Regions from separate parts of the Mus musculus genome. Here all the other regions are linked to region 3. The links are chromatin contacts, called in public Hi-C, HiChIP or PLAC-seq, Micro-C and promoter capture Hi-C maps. All regions are on one chromosome and are shown on one strand. The core of a region is the stretch at or near the end of the contact, and the rest is flanking DNA. Distances in the headings are between cores, read along the strand shown.

Region 1 (2,700 bases), core at 76-2,575, 780 kb after region 3:
TCACTGCATAACTGAGTTCCTGAGAACTCAGAGCCCTGGCCACCCACCACTTATCACAGTGTGAGCCCAGCACGCCTCTTCTTCCACTCACTGTTTGAAAACTCTGGCTACTCTCTAAGGGTGGTGGAAAGCCAGATGTCTGGTCCCTCTTGAGAGCTACTTAGATGATTTTTTTTTTAATGTAGCCTGGAACTTACTGTGTAGCAGAGAGTGGCTTTGAACTCCTGATCCTCCTGCCTTCCACCTCCCAAAGCCGGAATTGCCAGAGTGTGCTACAATAGCTGGTTTTTGTGGTACTGGGGAATCAAACTCAGAGCTTTGTACATGGTAAGCAAGCACTCTACCATAGGGGCTCCATCTCCAGCCGTTGGAGCTACGTAAAAGCACAGGGCGCAGGCGACATCACACACTTGTGGGATTCCCCAAATCTGCACCTTATTTAACTCCATGGGGGAGTTAAATCTTGCCAGGCAGTCTGCTTCAGACTTTCTCCAGAGCTGGATATTGACATCATAAACTGGACCAGTGACCAGGACAGGGGACCATTCTCCACCCATCCTATAACTTGAGAGAAGCCAACAGCGGGCTGACAGCACAGAGCAGCCAGCTCCCATGACTCCAGTAAATTTCCTTCTGTCCTTTTCTGTCTCTTTCCCTGTCTTTTAAATGTTGCCTCCGCACTTCAAAACGCTGGTTTAGTTAAAGCGAGGCACTGCGTGGGCTTAAGGGAGCTGGCACAGAACTCGTGGACCGGACTTTACCAGAGACGCCCATGAGACAGATTCAGGATCTGGACCACTAGCATGAACATGAAAAAGTTCTCCAGGAGGCAGGCATGCTGCCGGCTCTCCAGCCTCCCCCAGACCTGCCACAGGTGGAGGTGGGAGGGGCCTCCGAATGGCTGCCACTGATACCACAGGTCCCTTGTCCCCTATACACACCACCATGAAACAATGAATGAAGAGACCCTTGGCTGTGCACTCAGGAGCTTCGCATCACTGTCTCCAGCTCATCCTAGGGTGGAGCAGAGGGGTCCCAAACACCCTCCTCCCCCTGCCACCTGTCACAGCCCCTGCTGCTCTTCCAGGACTTGCACCTTAGGGCACCCCTTTGCAAGCTCCAGGCCGCTGCACACTCTCGAGACTGCCCGGCACCCCGGGCCTGAAGGAGAGAAAAGGCGACTCACTAGGGTGCCCTCTCCAGCCCCCTCTCCACTTCCATCAGCCCCCGATGCCACTCGCTCGCCCGGCTCCACTCTCGCGGTCACTTCCTGCTTCACTCCAGCACACGTGGCCCTCCACCGCCGGGCCCCGCCCCTTCGCAACCGGCGAATCCTGCCTGGAGAATAAAGTCTCAGGTTCACAGGCTTCCGTGCTCGCAGGAACAGAGGCGGGCGGGCAAAAGCAGCACTCTCCCCTTCCCCCAAGTCCACAAATGCAAAGGCGAAGGCCTAGGGCAGTGCACACACCCCAGGAAATCTTGGGGAGGCTACAGACACCCAAAGAAGGGGCACTTTGGATCAGTTCTGACGTACTTAATGTTGTCTACATCTTTTGTCATATGTCCTAAACATGACAACATAGGTCCTAACTGAGCTACGGAGCCAGTGTCAAGATGGGCAACATTCTGAAGGTCAATGGCTTTATTCTCAAGGTCAATACCTTCCATTAGAAGGATGCCCAGGCTCTGCATTCTACTTGAGCTTGCAATCTTTCACTTGCTGACTACAGCCTGTCAATGTCAATATTGAGGACCCACTGAGGGCCACATATGCGAAGCATCACCCCAGGTCATAGGCTTTCCGCTCCAGGGCTTCTATGAAAACACCTTGACTAGATTTAGCTGCAATAAAATGAAGGCCAGATATCTGGTTCAATTTGAATGTCAGGAAAACAACAAATAGTTTCTTATTATAAGTATGCCCTGTGCCCTGTAAGGGATGCACACATGCAAATGTCATGACTGTTTTTTGAAATGTAAAGTTAAATGAGTGGTCAGTGTTGCATTTGGCAGCCCAAGCATAAAGTACTCAGGACAGGAGAACAGCCTGCAGTTGGAGTATACAAAGAAGACAGTAAGAGCAGGCATCTATTACCCTCTTAGAGAGCGGTGTGCCTTCCTAGTGAGGACCACTCTGTATTCGCAGCGATGAAGGAAGAACTCTCTTAGGGTGGTTGTCCAGCTCTCAGCGAATGCCCAATCAGCTCCCACCAGGTTTTATTAACTTATATACACGCTAGGCTTAAGCATTTCACATACATTGACATCCTTCAATCTCAGGTCCTGGACCCAGGTAACCCTTTGAGCAACTTAAAAAGAGGCTGCAGACTGCAAGTCTGGCCACATAGGCAGCTAGGAGATTTACACAGCAAAGACATTGCACGCTGCCAGAACGATTTTGAGTGCAGCCGGTGCTGTTCTCTTTCTGAATAGTTGTTACCCAGGGTCATCTTGTCCACCTGGTGGAATGATGGTTTTCTAGACAGCAGCACAAAGGATTTCATGGCAGACCTGGATTTAACAATGGTTGTGACCCTGCACTCCCATCCACCCCAGCCCCAACTGCCCTTTAGGGGTATGTCTTCCATATGGGAAAAACCTAATGGCTGGTTGTTAAGTCAGGGTCGTCTCCCTTGTCGTGGGAATCAAAGTCTAACGATTGAGCGATCCTGGAGAGTAAATACTCACATCCTAGCATTC
Region 2 (2,700 bases), core at 55-2,554, 990 kb before region 3:
TCCATCCCATAATTAGCCTCCAAACGATGACACCATTACATACACTAGCAAGTGTTTGCTGAAAGGACCCTGATATAGCTGTCTCTTGTGAGACTAGGCCAGGGCCTAGCAAACACATAAGTGGATGCTCACAGTCAGCTATTGGATGGATCACAGGGCCCCCAATGGAGGAGCTAGAGAAAGTATCCAAGGAGCTAAAGAGATCTGCAACCTTGTAGGTGCAACAACATTATGAACTAACCAGTACCCTGGAGCTCTTGACTCTAGCTGCATATGTATCAAAAGATGGCCTAGTCGGCCATCACTGGAAAGAGAGGCCCATTGGACATGCAAACTTTATATGCCCCAGTACAGGGGAACGTCATTCCCCACTTCTAAGATTATTAGCAGGTATAGCCGTGTCTGGCTTTTGCTGTGGGTACTGAGGATTTGAGCTCATCTTCCTCCTGATATAGCTAGCAAGTTCTCTTATACGGAGTCACCTCTCCAGTCTTAATGCTCCATCTGGCTCATTGTGAGGAAATCACCATGTCACTAAAATCACCATGTGACTTTACAGTAAAACATCCATAAATCATAGAGATCATTTATTATGCAAGTTGAATAGTTTGCTGAAAAATGAAAATGTTACAGGCAGACTGCTATAACGACCACACAGTTACAATCTTATTGAGAGTAATTCTAAAAGCTTCTGGAAATTCATCCACAACGACATCAGAACCACAGCAACCAACTCTTTGATCCCTTGTTAGTCCCCTGTTAAAGTTGTTGACTCAGTTATTTGTCCCTTGTTTTAGAGTTTGGTGTTGGTGGAGTTTGTAAAAAGAGGTATTTGTCTAGATGGCCACAACTTGCCAAGTAGACCCATCTTACAGGTGAAGGTATGGAGGTGAGCCCTGTCGTCATAGTCGAGAGATTTCTTTGTTCACACCAAACATATTGGTCAAGCTATAATAAAACTTTCTTAGCTCATTATTCTCAGAAACGTGCTCCACCATCACAGGAGTTCCTTTTGGTTTGTCTAAGGGCCCCCACAGTAGATTTCTCCAAGCAAACAAGGACCAAATCTTTTGAAACATCCACAGCCACAGCATCACTTCAGGACAGCCGTCTTTCATTCCCATGCAAACGGACACCAGGATGGAAAGGTGGTGCATATATTACCCACATCTGTCTGCTACAAATCTGACTCAGTTTCATGCTTTTAGGACAAATTCCAGGCAAAGGGCCACTGGGAGAGGCTCCATTTCTCTATACCCCATGCCCAGCCTTGTCAGTTAGGCTGCAGAATAATTTCTTTCATAAGGTCTGTCTTAGCCAAAGTAAACAAACCCGTGCCCCGTGGCATGAGACCTCGAAAGGGAAGGGACTGTGTTCTGAATTACACTCCAAGGGGAGTTGACCTGAGATCAGATGCCTTAAGACCTGGAAAGCAGCGAGACAGGCGTATATCAAAGATGGACTTTATCATTTGGTACGGTTGGAAAATCGATTTTCTATATATGGAGCCATGGCACGGATAAAGCCCACCTCACAGACCCCAGCTTTCCTTCCCCCATGGTACAAATTAAATGGATGCCATTTGGTTTTGAGCACAAGAGCAACCAATGACTCCGAGTTGGAAGCAACCATTGAAAGGGATAGAAAAACAAACTTTTAATAAAGAAATGGAAAGATGTCATATACTTGCGCTGATTAAATTAGCAAGAAAATATAGGCCTGTCCAAACGCCCCATGCTGCTTCCTTATGCATCTAATGGAAAACTTGTTCCTGATCCAGGATTTTATTATTATTGTTATTATTTGAAATGCCACTTTCAGAAAAAAAAATTTCCATTTGATACCCACCTTACTAGGAGAGACTTGGTATGAAAATAAATAGTCGAAAATGTGCAGTGACTGGAGTAGTGTGAGCCAAATTCAAGCTAAATTTCCATCTGGACCTTAGCATTGCTACCACCCAGAAACATTTTCTGTATTTCACTTTTATCCATTTTAACAGCATATATTTTATTTACTCCATGATAGGTTTGTGTTCTAAACGATGTGTAGGCAACCATTCTGATCATACGCACACTGAGATACACCCTCCCTCTCTCCCAAGACCCCAACTTCTCCCTTCCACCTCCCTCCCCCCCCCCCCCCGCAAGAACTGCCAAATCTGTCTCTTTAACTCCATGCAGGTACCCCCATCTTCTTTCTCTCACATGAATACCAAGGAGTTTCTTTTTCTACCCATGTCCTGGAATCCCCAACTTTATAGTACACCACAAATCACCAAAGCCCCCCTCCCACTCCGCACAGGAACCCCCAATTTCTCCCTCACAATTTTATAATAGATTATATTTGCTCATCGTCAGAAGAAATTCAGGTGGTTCTTAAAGGTAAAATGCTATTCTGTGAATATATATATATAGAGAGAGAGGGGGGGGGGGATAAATCTTTCAAACATCTCGCAGCAGCCCCCCCCCCCCCGCGGTTTTTCTACAGCATCGCATGATTCTATCTGCTAGAAACAGGAGATTGGCCTAAGATATTCACCACAGCAAAGGAGTGTAATATTTTAGTGTGTTGGAGATAACAGCTGTCAGATAAATTCTAGATAGACAGTTGCTATAGAGAATTCTGGGTATGCAGTGAGGGTGCTGAGCAGAAGTTCTTTGTCTGCACCAATTTGAGAATCGAGGTATAGAGAACTGG
Region 3 (2,754 bases), core at 107-2,606:
TTTTTTTTTTTACACCGTTGTGAGTTTGTTTGTGGTTCCGAGGGCATGTCGCCCGGTGGCAACTAAGATTTTTATTCGTTCCAGAAAAGATAATTCCTCCCTTAGCCAACCTTGCTCTAAGAGTTTGAGTAAACACGCAGCTTCGGCTCCAAGCACTCTTAAAGTGCAACGGACACCTAAGTGGCCTCCCCCAGAACGCCCACCTGTGTGCAGGTCTAAGAGGACGCAACTAAAGTCCAGACGCCTAGAGCTTCGCCCTCTTAGGTATCTGGTAAAAGGAAGGCCCAAGCAAGGGAGCCACAGGGCTCCGCCAAAGTGGCCCGTTTTGTCTGGAGTCTCCAGTCCAAGTCAAGGGCCTTCTCGGCCTCACCGCCCGGCCCTGCCACCTTTGCAAACTTCGCCCTCAACCCCGGAGTAGTTTTGCAAACTCCAGTGGCGAGCCTGACGGTGTTTGTGACTCAGTCAGGAGGCAAGAAGCAGAACTCTAAAGTAATAATCCTGACTACGAGGGGCGTCAGAGTACTGGAGGGGCCGGGAAAGGACTTGTCAGTTCAAGGTCGGCGTGGCCCACGGGACCGGCCGCAAGAGCCGGGGACTGCGCGGTCCCTGCCGCCAGCCTTTGCCTGGTGCTCGGCTTTGGTTTTCATTGATTCCCCACTGCGGGAGCGCAGCAGAAGCTCCAGTCACCACACCAGCTTCGTTGAACCAGAGCGCGTTAATCTATTTATATGGATTATTACAGAGAACAGCGGGCGTTGAGTCACCCAAACATTTGCTTCCAAAAGACCATTTCTAAGCACTTTTTTTGGAAGCCGGCAGACTCCAGGCGCAGAAGCCCAGCTCCGCTTTGACGAGCAGCTGTTGCAATTTCCATTGCTGTAAACGCCAGCGAAGTCCCGGGTACCACGGAGACAGCATCGAAAAGTGGGGGTGGGGGGTTGTGGAGGGTCCTAGTCTAGACACGCTCGCGTGCACGCGCACACACACACACACACACACACATACACACACACACACACACACACACACACACACACACATCGGTTCACACGGAGACCGTTCCAAAACTGTGACATTCCGAGAGTAGAGAGCAAACTTACACACTCGGACGTCCCGGGTCCCCCGCTTGCCCCGCGCCCCCCTCCAAGTCCCCTCACCCCACCATCCACCCTCTGGCTGAGCTCCCCTCCCTTCTCCTCCCCTCCTGTCTCGTCACCCAACCCGGAGCCACAATCCTCCCCAGCCCCCCTTCCAAAATCCGGTCCAATCAGCGACTTGCCAACACTGATGACTCAAGAGCTAGCCGTGATTGGCCCGAGGTATCTAACGTGAAGGAGGAGTATTTATTAGAGACCCTGAGCTGGAAGTCGGAGAGCCGAGAGCGCTGCTCGGAACTGCCTGGAAACTTCTGTGGGAGCGACAACTTTACCAGTTTCAGTCCAGGAACTTTTCTTTGCAAGAGAGACGAGGTGCAAGTGGCCCCGGTTTCGTTCTCTGTTTTCCCTCCCTCCTCCTCCGCTCCGACTCGCCTTCCCCGGGTTTAGAGCCGGCAGCTGAGACCCGCCACCCAGCGCCTCTGCTAAGTGCCCGCCGCCGCAGCCCGGTGACGCGCCAACCTCCCCGGGAGCCGTTCGCTCGGCGTCCGCGTCCGGGCAGCTGAGGGAAGAGGAGCCCCAGCCGCCGCGGCTTCTCGCCTTTCCCGGCCACCCGCCCCCTGCCCCGGGCTCGCGTATGAATCTCCTGGACCCCTTCATGAAGATGACCGACGAGCAGGAGAAGGGCCTGTCTGGCGCCCCCAGCCCCACCATGTCGGAGGACTCGGCTGGTTCGCCCTGTCCCTCGGGCTCCGGCTCGGACACGGAGAACACCCGGCCCCAGGAGAACACCTTCCCCAAGGGCGAGCCGGATCTGAAGAAGGAGAGCGAGGAAGATAAGTTCCCCGTGTGCATCCGCGAGGCGGTCAGCCAGGTGCTGAAGGGCTACGACTGGACGCTGGTGCCCATGCCCGTGCGCGTCAACGGCTCCAGCAAGAACAAGCCACACGTCAAGCGACCCATGAACGCCTTCATGGTGTGGGCGCAGGCTGCGCGCAGGAAGCTGGCAGACCAGTACCCGCATCTGCACAACGCGGAGCTCAGCAAGACTCTGGGCAAGCTCTGGAGGTGAGCGCGCGGGCCGCCAGGGAGGGCTCGGTGGCTAGGGGGGACGCGGGCTGCACTCACCGACCCCGCCCCGCCTCCCTGAGCCGCGGAGTTGTGCATCCTGGGGTCTTTGGTCCAGGATGCAGGGCGGCCGGGGGCGGGGGGAGGGAGTGGCTCAGATTTTGAGAAAGTTCTTGGGATTGCTCTTGGTTATGGCGGGGGGGGGGGGAATGGGGGCGTGAATATGACTGCTTTTAGGAAGGTAGAAAGGAGTGAGGGGGTGTGCCAGCCTGGTCCCTCTGGAAAGGAACAATTAGAGGAAGCAAGCCCACCTTCCTTAGGCCAACTGCGCTCATTCCTGGGGAGATGGAGTGAAGGGAAAGTGTAACTGAGACTAGAGGAGACCCAGGCAAGAATTGGGCAAAGCTACTGAGAACCGGCAGGGGCATGGATCAACAGAGCGAGCTTCTTGCAATTTAAATGGGTTTTCGGAAAGTTTTTACTGCGTGTTGGGAGGGGTGGACCGCTCCGGTAGCAAAGGCGTTTAGAGCAGCCTCAGCAGGGAGCTATTTCCATCTTCAGGGTTTCCAAAATAGGAGGCCAGGGGAGGGGG
Region 4 (2,700 bases), core at 34-2,533, 950 kb before region 3:
TTTATATATGTGTATGCATATTTGTATATGTGTATATGAATTTGTATGTGTACATATCTGTATGTATGTGTGTGTCCATATGTGTGTGCATGTGTGTAGTGTGTATGTGTGTGTGTGTGTGTGTGTGTTATTCTGGTAAGATACTGTTATAATAGCACAATGGTCAAGACATCATTTGTCAATCCTGAAAAAAAGCCTTGTAGAATATATCAAATCTGGCCTATATATCTCCTAGCCCTATATGATTGGAAAACCTATAATTAAATACATGTAAAAATCACATACTTTCAGTATGTAATTAAAGAATAATAATGAGCTTATATGCTATCTCAGATGCTGAGGAGGCTGTGGAAGAGGATTCTAAATTCGAACCCTGCCTGACAGCTTAGTGAGGTTCTGTCTTGAAACAGGAAGCATGGTTATGAGGGATGTAAGAGGTCAGGGGAAAGTGCTGCTGGATGCCTTGCTCTCACTGGCTAGCTCGGATATCTATAATCCCTTTCTTAAATAGCCCAGGCCCACCTGTCTTGGGAAGGTACCATCCATGTCAACTAGACCCTCTGACACCAGTCTGCATTCATGAAAACTCCCCATAGAGCTACCTACAGATCAATCTGATGGAAGTGGGTCTTCAAGGAGACTTTCTCTTCCTAGGTCCATGGAGTTGACAACCAAGACTAGCCTCACAAAGTGTAAGAGGTGTGTATATACAGATAAGGAGTAAGCTGCTTGCAGCTTGGTGATTTCAGTAAAGAAACTGAAGTCAAAATATAGAAGTGGCTGAACTTGGCATTGCAGCTGCCAGAGGGTCATATTAAATACAATTCCATGAGCTGTTTAAATCACACAGTACCATAAATGACTATTTTTAAAACATGCACATCAAATTAATCCAACTTCTCAAACGAAGAGCCGAAAAGCCACCAAGTTGGAAGAAGTCCTTCTACTTAGGGTTCTGGGACAGCTTCTCAAATCACTAGTGTGTCTGTATACACAGATTGATGACACTATACACATACAGATTCTTAGCTTGAGACACACACCTAGAATGCTGGTGACCTCCTTTCAATGGCCGACAAAAGATTAAAACTCTCTTAAGGCAAGAGGGGGAAAGGGAGACTGCTGCTAAAATCAGAGGTACAGGACTGGACAACTGATGGTAAGCGCTCCCACAGAGTCCTTCCAGCCCCCCTCCTTCTGCGGTTTCTCTAGCTAGGCCTTCCCTGCAGAGCCTCAGCTACCTGCGGAAATAGCCAGGCTCCACTCTGAGCACCAGGCCGTCTCCTGGAGTCTCCATATAGCCAAGAGGAGCCTGAGGGTTGATCCCCTCGCCCCTATACACAGCCTTCCTTTCACCACCTTCCGTTTATACAAAGACTGGCTTATCCCATTTTTTCCCCTGTTGCCTTTGCAATGAAAAGCTCTCCACGCGCAGCCTAATAAAATTCTACGCCTGCCCAACCCCCACCCCAAAAACTCATGCCAAAAAAAAGAGAGAGAGGGGAGACTTAAAGCTGGAACTCATTTAGCTAAAGGGACTTTAGTTAACAAGAAAGTTACCCATCATGAACTGCAGGTAACACCTCCCGTGATCCTAAACCCATTACCTGGAGACTTAGCTCAGGCTGAGTTTGATTTTATGAACTGTGAGGTTGCAATGTTGAAAGTCTGCAAATTGGACATAAATTGGACGCAAAAGATTGGGGCAGCCAAGTGATTTTCTTTCTAATGGGGTAGCAGTCTTTGGCGCTTACGTGAGATTCCTCTAATCTAGAGCAGAGACCAGGATGAGAGCTATCTGCACTCCCCTCAATCCACAGATTCTCCATCCATCTATCCTTCATACCAATCAGTGAATTGATCAACCAACCAATCAATACATTAAAAAGCTTGACCATCCAACAAGTCAGCGTAGAACAAAGTCATGTGTGACAGAATATGCTGATTGCTCTGAGTCACAAGGAAGCACTTGCCCAAGAAATGATATGATGCACACACAAGAACAAGTTTACACAGAGAGAGAGAGAGACAGACAGACAGACAGACAAACTCTGATCTAAATTCTACCATTAAAAAAGAAAAAGAAGAACTGTCTCTGTAGCTTTCTGTCCTTTTCCACCATCTCCTAGTTTTTTTGATCCCATCACTTTCAGCTGACCCTTGGCCCAGGTGGCAATAGAACTGTTGCGATTCTGTTTAAGAAGGGATGAGAGCCATTGTTGTGATTAACTTTACCATTCTTTTAGCTTTATTATCAGCTTTAAAAAAATACCACTGAAAATAATCCAAAAAATGGAAGTATGTGCTTCTGGCTCTCACCAGTAGCAGAGGTTCAGTTCCTAGTCATCTGACCCCGTGAATATGGACGGGCACAACATCATAGCAGAGATGGGATTATGGGGTGGAGAGAAGCTGTTTACTTTACGTAGTATGGAAGCAGAAAGAAGAAATATAAGAAGGCATCAGGATATGCCCCCAACCAGGACCTATTTCCTTCAAGAAAGCTCCACCTATTATAAAATCTTTATAGTCTACATCATAATATGAGTCCATCGAGGGATTAACTCATTTCTTGCATCAGAGCCCGCCAGAGCTAATCTTTTCTAGGAACAAAATTAGAGATCAGAATCTCGGAAATGTATACATATATATCTTAACTATAAGTCCGAGATAGGAACTTTATAATAAAGAGAAGATGAG
Region 5 (2,809 bases), core at 265-2,764, 870 kb after region 3:
CCAACCTGCAGATACCCATCACCAGCGCTGGCACCTGAAACTACAGCTGCAGCCACTGTCCCTGCCAGTCCTGCACACTAGGTGTTGTGGGTGAGACCTAGCCTCTACAAGGCTGAAATCCCTGCACCAGGGCATCGCTGCCTTCAAAGGCCCAAGAAGGTCTTGTGGACCAGTCCCAGGCCCCAGGCTGGCACAGTAGGTGCAAGAAGTCCTGGGGAAAGTTTCTGCCTGACAGAGAAGCGCTTCCAAACACGGAAGACAGATTCTGCAGGCTCAGAAGCAAAACAGCACCAAAGCAGCCGGTAGCGCGGGACTATAGAAAGGACTGCACGTCACCGCTGCGCCACCAGGGGGCGCGCTGTGCTGGGGGAACTCTGACGCGTAGGCGGTATCTCAAGCCAAGTGGCTTGAGTTCTGAGTTAACCCCCTTCCCCGAGGTAAGTAAAATTCCCTGGGCTTCAGTTGTGCATAGAGCAGGGACTCTTCTTGCTGGAATGTCGTAAGTAAACCCCCTTATTTAGATATCAATCTATTGCTGTGACATTTGCCTCGAAGTAGTGGCAGTGGTGAACGGGAGAGAAAACCCAGAGGCTGTCTGTGGTACAGGGCTGCTGAACACACAATACTGTTTTCTCTGTGTTAACATAGGAAAGAATTCTTCAGCAAACTTTTCCAAAACGAAGGGCCCTGAACGGACTTATGAACAGCAAGCCAGAACGTCCAGGTTTTCTTACTGGGTCAATCTCAGGATGTCCAATCCTCTGGCATCATGGACTCCCCATCGTTCTCCACCACAGGAGGCCTGTAACAGGGAAACCCATTTTGTGGCCACTAAACAATATTTAAATAAAATAGAAGACCCAGGTAACAAGGTGGACCACAGCCGTCACTCAGATCTCCAGCTGCCAAGTCCTAAGGGAAGAGTCCCAAGGCCCAGTCCTGGTTGCTGTGATGGTCTATCGAAGGCAAAAGCGTGCATGCATGTAAGACCGACAGCAACACGACCATACGTGCATCTTTACCATAATGAACCCCACGGTGAAGCTCTTCCCTCCCCAGGAAAGGGTTTGGGTGCGACGCAAGGGGCTCCGGGCCACTAAGACTTTGACCACCAAGTACAACCTTAACTATTTCGCTTCTCTAAGGAAACGAGCGCTCAGGGTAGGCGAGATGGCACAGCAGGCAAAGGCGATTGCCGCCAAAGCCGATAAAATTCCATCTAAAATTCTATACTGAGATCCTCATGGCAGGAGTGAGCCTCCTGCAACTTATGACCTCCGCGCGCATCTGTTTCTGTCGCACGTACTCCACCTACATAGGGTGAGAATGGGGAGGAAGAGGGAAGGAAGGAAGAGTGAAGGAGAGAGAAGGGAGATTGTAACAGTAAAAAATAAGCTCTGGAGAGCAGCACTGCCACCGAGGCTCAGTCCCTGGGACCACCGAGGCTCCCGACCTGGCGGAAGCACTTCCGCCCCCATCCATGATGGCGGGAGGGCGGGGCGGGGCTGGCAGGCGGAAGCGGCCGGCGGATCCCTGGCTTAGCACCATGGCGGCCGCGACCGCCTCCTCCGCGCTCAAGCGGCTGGATCTGCGCGATCCCAACGCGCTCTTCGAGACTCATGGAGCGGAGGAGATCCGCGGGCTGGAGCGCCAGGTCCGAGCCGAGATCGAACACAAGAAGGAGGAGCTGCGGCAGATGGTGGGCGAGCGGTACCGCGACCTGATCGAGGCGGCGGACACCATCGGCCAGATGCGCCGCTGCGCCGAGGGCCTGGTGGACGCCGTGCAGGCCACCGATCAATACTGCGCCCGCCTCCGCCAGGCCGGCTCCGTGGCGCCCCGGGTCCCACGGGCCCCGCAGGTCAGTCCGGGATCCGAACCCGCCACGTCCCTCCGCCCCCGCCGCCCGGCGGACCCCACCCCTCACCTTCCGCCGGAGGAGCCCGCCCCTCGCCGCCGCGGGCTACCGGGAGGCGTCTGCGGGCCTTCCTCGGGACGCTGGTCCGCTGCCGAAAAGCCAGCCGGCCTTTTGCTCCGGGAGCCTTCCCGGACTTCCGGACGATTCCCTCGCCTCCCGTGGGTTCGCTGCGCTCTCCTTCCCTTTTAACTGAAAACGCCAGGGGTCTCTCGACTGTCAGATCTCTCCCGTTAGCTCACACCTTCCTGTCAAAGTCATTCATTCATTCCCCATCCCACCCTGAGCCCGACCGAGCCTGGAGAATTGGGGGAGGGTAGCCTCAGCCGTCAGACCCTCCCCCTTTTAATAGGTGAGCAGTTTCATTTCAGGCTGGTTTAAAAAACTCAGGGTATCCTGATGTCCTCCCATGAAACGTTTAAGACCCGATGCGGATCGAATTCTGACATTGGGTGTTGGCTTAGGAATGAGCAGAGGGCGCCGAGGGTAAATAGTTTTTAACCTAGGAGAACTTACTGTAACAGAAGAAGAAATTACAAAAGCACACTAGCCCACATGTGGAGCCAGCTTTCTTGCGCTACTTAGGTGTCAGAAAATCCAAGCCAAAAAAACTAGGGCAGTATAATGAACGTGGGCAAAGAAGGTTGGAACTTTGTCAGCCTGTCACTCCCTAAGCTACACATTAAGTACAGCCCCCTTCCCAAATGGACAGACTTAGCTGGCTAGCTTCAACTATGTAAGCCCAGTCTTAGAAATGGATTGATTTTCATGGTTATGGCTGGTGCATTTCTGGGGGAATGCCCTCTCCGTTCAAATCATAAACAGGAGCCTCCCAAGATGTTCTTGAAGTTTACATTCTAATTAAAGAAAGAAATTCTTGGGAAATTGAATTTT
Region 6 (2,928 bases), core at 102-2,601, 840 kb after region 3:
TGTGTCTCAGGGAGGAGGAGGCCTGAGCTCACTCAGGGCCCCTTCTTTCCCCCAGGGCCACTCCCCTCGTTCTGAGAGCTGCACTATTCAACCCTTCAACCCCGCCCATAAAAAAACCTAAAGACAAGCCAACCCACACAACACTAGGACCCGACAACCACTGCTTCAATCTCCATCAAGTCCACAGAGCCCACACATCTCGTAGAGATGGTGCCAGTGAGCGACACTCTGACTTACAAGAATTCCGGGCTGCTTTTACCTGCTGCCTGGCTCCCTGTCAAAACTCACCGCACATACACAACTCCTGGATTTATGCTTTTCCCCGATGAACCCGCAAGCAGATCAAAAACAGGATGGCTGCATCAGGACCCACAGAGAAAGCTAATCGGGGGGGGGGGGGTTTGTTTTCTGATTTTTCATGTTCTAGAAACCACCAGGGTGCACTCACTGTCTCTGTCTGTCTGTCTGTCTCTGCCCCTCTCTCTCTCCTCTCTCTCCCCTCTCTCTCCTCTCTCTCTCCTCTCTCTCTCTCTCTCTCTCTCTCTCTCTCTCTGGGGGAGTGTTAAGAGGTGAAGGAAGGGAGGCTACAGGATTGATTATGACTTATTAAACTATTGGAACATCGGCTGAATCATCACAGTCAAAAAATAAATAGCTGCAACTTGATGCGACACATCTCCCACTTCTTGTGAGTCCCTCCTTGCTCCCGCAGAGCGCCACAGCGCGCGTAGGCGGAACGGTTGGGCTGGGGCTGGGTCAGACCAGCAAGCAGTGACTGACGGGCTAAATTAAAGCTAGAAGAGACTGCATGGCCCGGGGCCTCCAGTTGGGAGAGCGGTGGAGCCCGCGGAGCCTGCTGGCTGCAGGAACTGAAGCCAGGTGCCCCGCGCTTGCACACCTGCAGGCGCCTGCACGGGAGACACGCTTGCTGCTGTCACCCCTTTTTCCTCTGCCCTTAGCCTGACTCTGCAACCTGTGCCCTGTTCCCGGGACTGGACCGTGGTAGGCACGGCTTTGCAAACTTGAGAACACGTCTTAAAGGTCCCGGAGCTAGTCTAGGTCACCCAAGTCGCCGCACCAGCTGCCTGGAATTTGTTGGGTAAAACCAGACCGAGTCACTGAAATCGGAAAGAAAGCCACGCGCGCCCTCATAGGGAGGAGTCGTGGAGACACTGACATCGCTTCACCATCCAACAGCATCAAGGTCTGCTGTCTTATCCTGGGCCACCCGCAGGTTTTCTCCACTCTGCTCACCGGGTCCAACAGGACCCGGCAGGCGGAGCCAAGCTGCCGTGACGTCACGGGCGGGGGCGTGGGGAAGTGTGCCCAGGGGCTGCCACCCGCCCGGGCCACTGCTAGCGGCGCAGCCACCGGCGCGCTCGCGAGGCCACCGGCGCCTGGAGCACCAGTCCGCGGCTGGGCGTCAATGATCTACAGGCCAAGCTAGCTCTCTCGGGGCCCGGGCAAGCTCTCTCAGACGCCAGAAGGGCCAGCACGAGCCAGCCAAGGAAGCTGGGAGCCCCGGGAGCCACTGCTGAGCGCCAAACACCCGCTAAGCCTGCTGTGCTCCTGGACGCCCAGCTGGGTAAAAGAACAGCTTCTGGGTGCTAGAGAACACAGGGAAGCGAGTGCTCGAGGAAAACCAAGGTGAGGGGTGCCAGTGTGCATACGCGTGTGTCACCGTGAGATGGAGGGAGGGACAAGCACACTTTGGGCACCTGCATGCATCTGTTCTGGGGATAGACCGCCGATCCCGGCGACCTGCACGTTGGTCCCGGCGCGCAAATTCTCTGTTTTTGTGCCTTTGGAGGTGACAGGTGGATGAAAGATGCATATCGTGGTGTCTGGGGTGGAAAGGTAGTGTGTTCTGGGACGGATTTGTTCTCAAAGAAAATGCCCAAGTACCGTGGCGTGTGCCCTGCGTGTCCGATGGGGACAACTTGTTTCCTAGCCACCTGCGAAACAGCCCTGGTCCGAGGAAAGAGACACCAGCTAAAGGAGAAGGGACATGCCAAGTGCCACCACAGGGTCCACAGTCTGAGACCTAAGTTAGGGAGGGACAGTGATGGGGACGTCACCGAAAAAGAAGGAAAGCAGATTCTTCAGGGCTCTTTATCGCCCTGATGGGGAGGCAGCCCAAATTCGTCTGCGGTCAGGTCCCCCTCCCTCCCCCCCCCCCCCACCCGCCGCCCTCAGGCAGAGAATCTGTCTAGATTGGAGAGAACCAGCTACTGAATGGTCAGGTCCCCAAGCGACTGTCAGCGCTCCTAGCTGCCCCTGGCACCTCAGTCCCCTCTGCGTTTCGAAGCTGGACATTGCAGGCACCGCAATCCACTCTCCCTCAGTCTGCCTAGAAACGGTAAAGATCCCTTAGGGAACACGTTGTTTCCAGAGTCAGCGAGTTATGACCCTAAATATTTTCCTCACACTAACTCCATCGTCCTGAGCCTCGCTTATCTACCTTCGCCCCAATGGCGAGGGGCACTCTAGCATCGTGGTGGGCTACACAGGGCTGCTGCAAGTTCCAACCTCAGATTCTTGGAGGGGTGTGTGTGTGTGTGTGTGTGTGTGTGTGTGTGTGTGTGTGTGTAGGTGTCTGGTAGGCTTGGAGATGGGGAGGTCTTGAGGGCTCACAACAGAAAGATGCTGGAAAGAAACTAAACCCACCTGTCCCTCCTCTAGTTGTGGAGCAGTCTGTGGGAGGGAAAGAGGGGGTTCCTGAGTGGAAACCCTTCTTTCCATCGGAGCCAGGGGACGCCACCCACCAAGCTACAGGCCAGTATTTAGCAGCAAAGCAGAGAGCCTGACTTCCCAGGGCATTTAATTTAAGCACAATTCAACAAGTATCGCCCGGTGGCATTTGCAATTCACTTGCAGTGAGATGATTGGAAAAGGAAAAGACGCCACTTGGAGGTCTTGGGCTTGTTA
Region 7 (2,700 bases), core at 195-2,694, 820 kb before region 3:
TGAAAAGGAGGATGAAAAAGAGGTAGAGGAATGGATAGAGGGAGTTGCACTTCAGCAACTGAGGGTCAGTAGTGGGCTTCCTTGGACAGATGATGTGGGTGTGGATACAGAGCAACCTGAGGAGATGGAGACATTGAGCAATACAGAGCTCCAGGCAGATGGAGAATGGAATAAGACCAACCCAACAGTGGGAAACATGGAAGGGAAGTGTCAGAGGTCAATGTGCAGGAACACAAAGAGGCATTTCGATTTTAATGTGGAAATTGATGTGATTGAATTGGCATGGATGGAAACTAACTGTTGTGTAATGACGATCACCTATTTATAAGTTGTTATTCTGCTGAAGTTTACTTTAGGTGCTCATTCATTCTATTGTTGTTGATAGGACCCTTCTGTGTGCTAGCATTCCCGTGACACGAGAAACACTTCTTTATTTCCACAGTCAAATCCCCTGCTTTCATGTCAACTTCCATATCAACCGGCATTACTAATATATATATATATATATATATATATATATATATATGTGTGTGTGTGTGTGTGTGTGTGTGTGTGTGTGTGTTTGTGTGTGTGTATGTATATATATATATATATATATATATATATATATATATATTGATGATACATGCTGGAAACCTTACAAAACATATAAAAAATACATAGCAAAATCCCTTGCATGTATGATTGCCTTTAGTGATTAATTCCATGAAATGCAAGTTGGATCTAAAGGGATTAAGATTTGGTAGTATGATCTATTTACAAGTTCACCACCATGACATAATGTATAATCTCTATGATTATAGTAATTATTTAAGTCATGACACTGAACACACAGAAGCTTCACTTCCAAACGTCATGCTGATAGTGCCTTATCTCATTAGAATCTTTTCCCTGGGTTTCAGTTTCTTTTTAATACTGCAAAGATAAACAACTAAGGAAGAAGCTAGAACATTGGTTTAAGCAGAGCTTAGAAGTGGATGCCACAGTTTCTGAAAACCATTTTATTTTTTTCCGAGTCACTCAATCATCAGGTTTGTGATACACAGTGACCTGTCAGAAGGATGACCTTGCTCATCTGACATAGTTAATAGAGAGCAGGACTTAATGACTCTTTCACTGATTCTGACCAGCGGGCTAGACAAAGGAGCATCCTGACTGATCGTCATTTATGCCTCCAGCAGGGTTTTGGCCGAACAGGCTTAGAGTGTGACTGACAGAGCACCAGGCAGCAGAGGGACCCGTCTGCTATTGTCATTATTGCTTTGCTGACTTCCCATGCACTGGTTATGACCAGCGTCTCACATTTCCCTTTAATATTTCTGAAGCACTTTGGCACTCTGAATCCATTTCCTCTTAATGCTTCAGCTATCTCAGTAGTCTCTCTGAATAACATCTCTGGGTTGCTATCTTTTGGGACTCCATCAAACTTGCTTGGTCATACAGTAGGCGGATGAAATAAGCCTGTTAATAAGAAGGAGAAAAATCCATCCAGCTTCTAATAGCCTTATGATTCATTCCCTGGTGGCTCCGCAGCCTTTCTGAACAACGCTGATTGCCATCTGGTTTCTTTGGGGATGATAAATTCAGCAATAAATATGGTTCTTGGTACTCTGTCCCTCTAAATCCAAGTCACAAATACTGTGAGTCACAAGTTCCCACCCAACAACACAACAGCTCACTACAGAACTCAAATGATCCTTTGACATTGCCTGTACCACCCAACTACTAGTTTTGTCTAGGTTACGTTTCTTTTGGATTCACTACAGGATTTTTTTTTCCTTAACAGACATACACACACACACACACACACACACACACACACACACTTTTTTTTTTTTTTAAGAGGCAGGGGCATGAAGCCAAATGAACTGCGTTAAGCAGTGGGTTCCATTTTAGGTGTTGACAGTGTATAATAAATCCAGACCTACCTAACATTTACAGGAACATTATAAAATGAGTGCAAAGCTATGAGCTGGTTGCCAGGCCAACCAGACAAACACAATAAACAGGCAACTGTGACAGGGATAAGTTACACCATCCCTCCGGTCTGAAATATATCACTTTACATTGGTCTTTGACCACATTGAAAGCTTTTTGTTTTATATTTTTCAAAACTCTCTTTTACAGCACAGATTAGCATTAAATCTTTTCAGATGAGGAAGTCTCTCTCTCTCTCTCTCTCTTGCTTTTTTTATCTCCCCAAACTTGCATGTCTCCAAAAGAGCGAACATTTATTTTTATTTTAACCGTAATTAAAAAATAAATTCAAGTCTGAGGAACAACGTTCAGGCTCAAATCCTGAAGGTTCCCTTCTGGCAGATTAAAAAGGGGGAAAAAAATCCCTAGACTAGAAAGAAAATAAACAATAGCAGTAGTCAGTGTACTTAGTTGGTTTAAATGGTCTCCTAAAATGGCAGCATAGCTACCCTCCCACTTAACCCTTTGTACGCTAGTCTCCACTCTGAAATTCCTTTTGTCTTCGAGCAGCACCAATTTTATAAGAGCAAGAGACTATAGGATGCCATCTCTAGAAGCATCTTAGAAATTATTAATCTCAATAGTTTTGGCAGAAAAACAATACACAGACATATAGTGGATGGGTTTGGTTTTTCTCCCTTAATTAAAAACAATATTTTTCACTATTTATGATAAATTAAAATATTAATTTTTTTCTTACAGAAATTCCTAGAACTCAAAGAG

Evidence for each region. Promoter capture Hi-C pulls out the DNA fragments that hold promoters and counts their contacts. Hi-C and Micro-C count contacts between places; a contact is called where the count stands out from the background. HiChIP or PLAC-seq counts read pairs in DNA pulled down with a chosen protein or histone mark.
Region 1: a contact with region 3 is called in a Micro-C map of embryonic stem cells, with 4 times the contacts expected there. The contact joins the promoter of Slc39a11 here to the promoter of Sox9 in region 3. A contact is called at or near these places in 2 of 39 promoter capture datasets (embryonic stem cells and stem cell-derived epiblast-like cells), 23 of 484 Hi-C or Micro-C datasets (adipose-derived mesenchymal stem cells, embryonic stem cells, muscle stem cells and 1 more), 4 of 115 datasets of contacts at active chromatin or transcription factors (all in embryonic stem cells) and 1 of 9 other capture datasets (embryonic stem cells).
Region 2: a promoter capture Hi-C map of frontonasal cranial neural crest shows a contact between it and region 3, with 31 times the contacts expected there. The contact joins the enhancer-like site here to the promoter of Sox9 in region 3. A contact is called at or near these places in 10 of 39 promoter capture datasets (the 3T3-L1 cell line, the C10 cell line, cranial neural crest and 6 more), 1 of 484 Hi-C or Micro-C datasets (adipose-derived mesenchymal stem cells) and 7 of 115 datasets of contacts at active chromatin or transcription factors (embryonic basal ganglia, embryonic forebrain, embryonic hindbrain and 4 more).
Region 4: a contact with region 3 is called in an H3K4me3 HiChIP or PLAC-seq map of embryonic limb bud, with 7 times the contacts expected there. The contact joins the enhancer-like site here to the promoter of Sox9 in region 3. A contact is called at or near these places in 10 of 39 promoter capture datasets (the 3T3-L1 cell line, cranial neural crest, embryonic stem cells and 6 more), 2 of 484 Hi-C or Micro-C datasets (embryonic fibroblasts and stem cell-derived neural progenitor cells) and 9 of 115 datasets of contacts at active chromatin or transcription factors (cardiomyocytes, craniofacial prominence, embryonic basal ganglia and 6 more).
Region 5: a contact with region 3 is called in a Hi-C map of muscle stem cells, with 4 times the contacts expected there. The contact joins the promoter of Cog1 here to the promoter of Sox9 in region 3. A contact is called at or near these places in 1 of 39 promoter capture datasets (liver), 4 of 484 Hi-C or Micro-C datasets (cortical neurons, embryonic stem cells and muscle stem cells) and 3 of 115 datasets of contacts at active chromatin or transcription factors (the NIH/3T3 cell line, neural tube and pancreatic cancer cells).
Region 6: an H3K4me3 HiChIP or PLAC-seq map of embryonic stem cells shows a contact between it and region 3, with 10 times the contacts expected there. The contact joins the promoter of Sstr2 here to the promoter of Sox9 in region 3. A contact is called at or near these places in 4 of 39 promoter capture datasets (embryonic stem cells, hippocampal neurons, liver and 1 more), 4 of 484 Hi-C or Micro-C datasets (embryonic stem cells and neural progenitor cells), 6 of 115 datasets of contacts at active chromatin or transcription factors (craniofacial prominence, embryonic forebrain, embryonic stem cells and 2 more) and 1 of 9 other capture datasets (embryonic stem cells).
Region 7: a contact with region 3 is called in an H3K4me3 HiChIP or PLAC-seq map of embryonic limb bud, with 8 times the contacts expected there. The contact joins the enhancer-like site here to the promoter of Sox9 in region 3. A contact is called at or near these places in 9 of 39 promoter capture datasets (the 3T3-L1 cell line, frontonasal cranial neural crest, hippocampal neurons and 4 more), 4 of 484 Hi-C or Micro-C datasets (the AML12 cell line, the N1E-115 cell line, adipose-derived mesenchymal stem cells and 1 more), 5 of 115 datasets of contacts at active chromatin or transcription factors (embryonic basal ganglia, embryonic forebrain, embryonic limb bud and 2 more) and 1 of 9 other capture datasets (embryonic stem cells).

The regions. Positions count from the first base shown.
Region 1 is chr11:113,564,490-113,567,189 of GRCm38.p6, forward strand. It overlaps Slc39a11 (solute carrier family 39 (metal ion transporter), member 11), which reads right to left and starts at 1,326. Exons shown (of 10, transcript NM_027216.5): 1 at 1,187-1,326.
Region 2 is chr11:111,788,572-111,791,271 of GRCm38.p6, forward strand. No RefSeq gene overlaps it. Among named protein-coding and RNA genes, the nearest start is that of Gm30337, 12 kb to the right of the region's middle. Within about 2 kb of position 1,305, at least 2 of the 459 cell types and tissues checked have an H3K27ac peak or open chromatin away from gene starts, as enhancers often do.
Region 3 is chr11:112,780,854-112,783,607 of GRCm38.p6, forward strand. It overlaps Sox9 (SRY (sex determining region Y)-box 9), which reads left to right and starts at 1,357. Exons shown (of 3, transcript NM_011448.4): 1 at 1,357-2,162. The coding sequence starts at 1,732. RefSeq lists an enhancer at 1-186, a cis regulatory region at 963-977 and a promoter at 1,179-1,686.
Region 4 is chr11:111,827,223-111,829,922 of GRCm38.p6, forward strand. All of the region lies in intron 1 of Gm30337 (a long non-coding RNA gene), which reads left to right. Among named protein-coding and RNA genes, the nearest start is that of Gm30337, 26 kb to the left of the region's middle. Within about 2 kb of position 1,284, at least 5 of the 459 cell types and tissues checked have an H3K27ac peak or open chromatin away from gene starts, as enhancers often do. A contact at or near this core is called in embryonic limb bud, where this site is marked.
Region 5 is chr11:113,648,015-113,650,823 of GRCm38.p6, forward strand. Cog1 (component of oligomeric golgi complex 1) reads left to right here and starts at 1,515. Exons shown (of 14, transcript NM_013581.3): 1 at 1,515-1,861. The coding sequence starts at 1,547. It also overlaps a transcript of Slc39a11 not described here.
Region 6 is chr11:113,617,976-113,620,903 of GRCm38.p6, forward strand. It overlaps Sstr2 (somatostatin receptor 2), which reads left to right and starts at 1,352. Exons shown (of 2, transcript NM_001042606.3): 1 at 1,352-1,647. It also overlaps a transcript of Slc39a11 not described here.
Region 7 is chr11:111,960,062-111,962,761 of GRCm38.p6, forward strand. No RefSeq gene overlaps it. Among named protein-coding and RNA genes, the nearest start is that of Gm30337, 160 kb to the left of the region's middle. Within about 2 kb of position 1,445, at least 38 of the 459 cell types and tissues checked have an H3K27ac peak or open chromatin away from gene starts, as enhancers often do. A contact at or near this core is called in the N1E-115 cell line, adipose-derived mesenchymal stem cells, embryonic limb bud and 1 more, where this site is marked.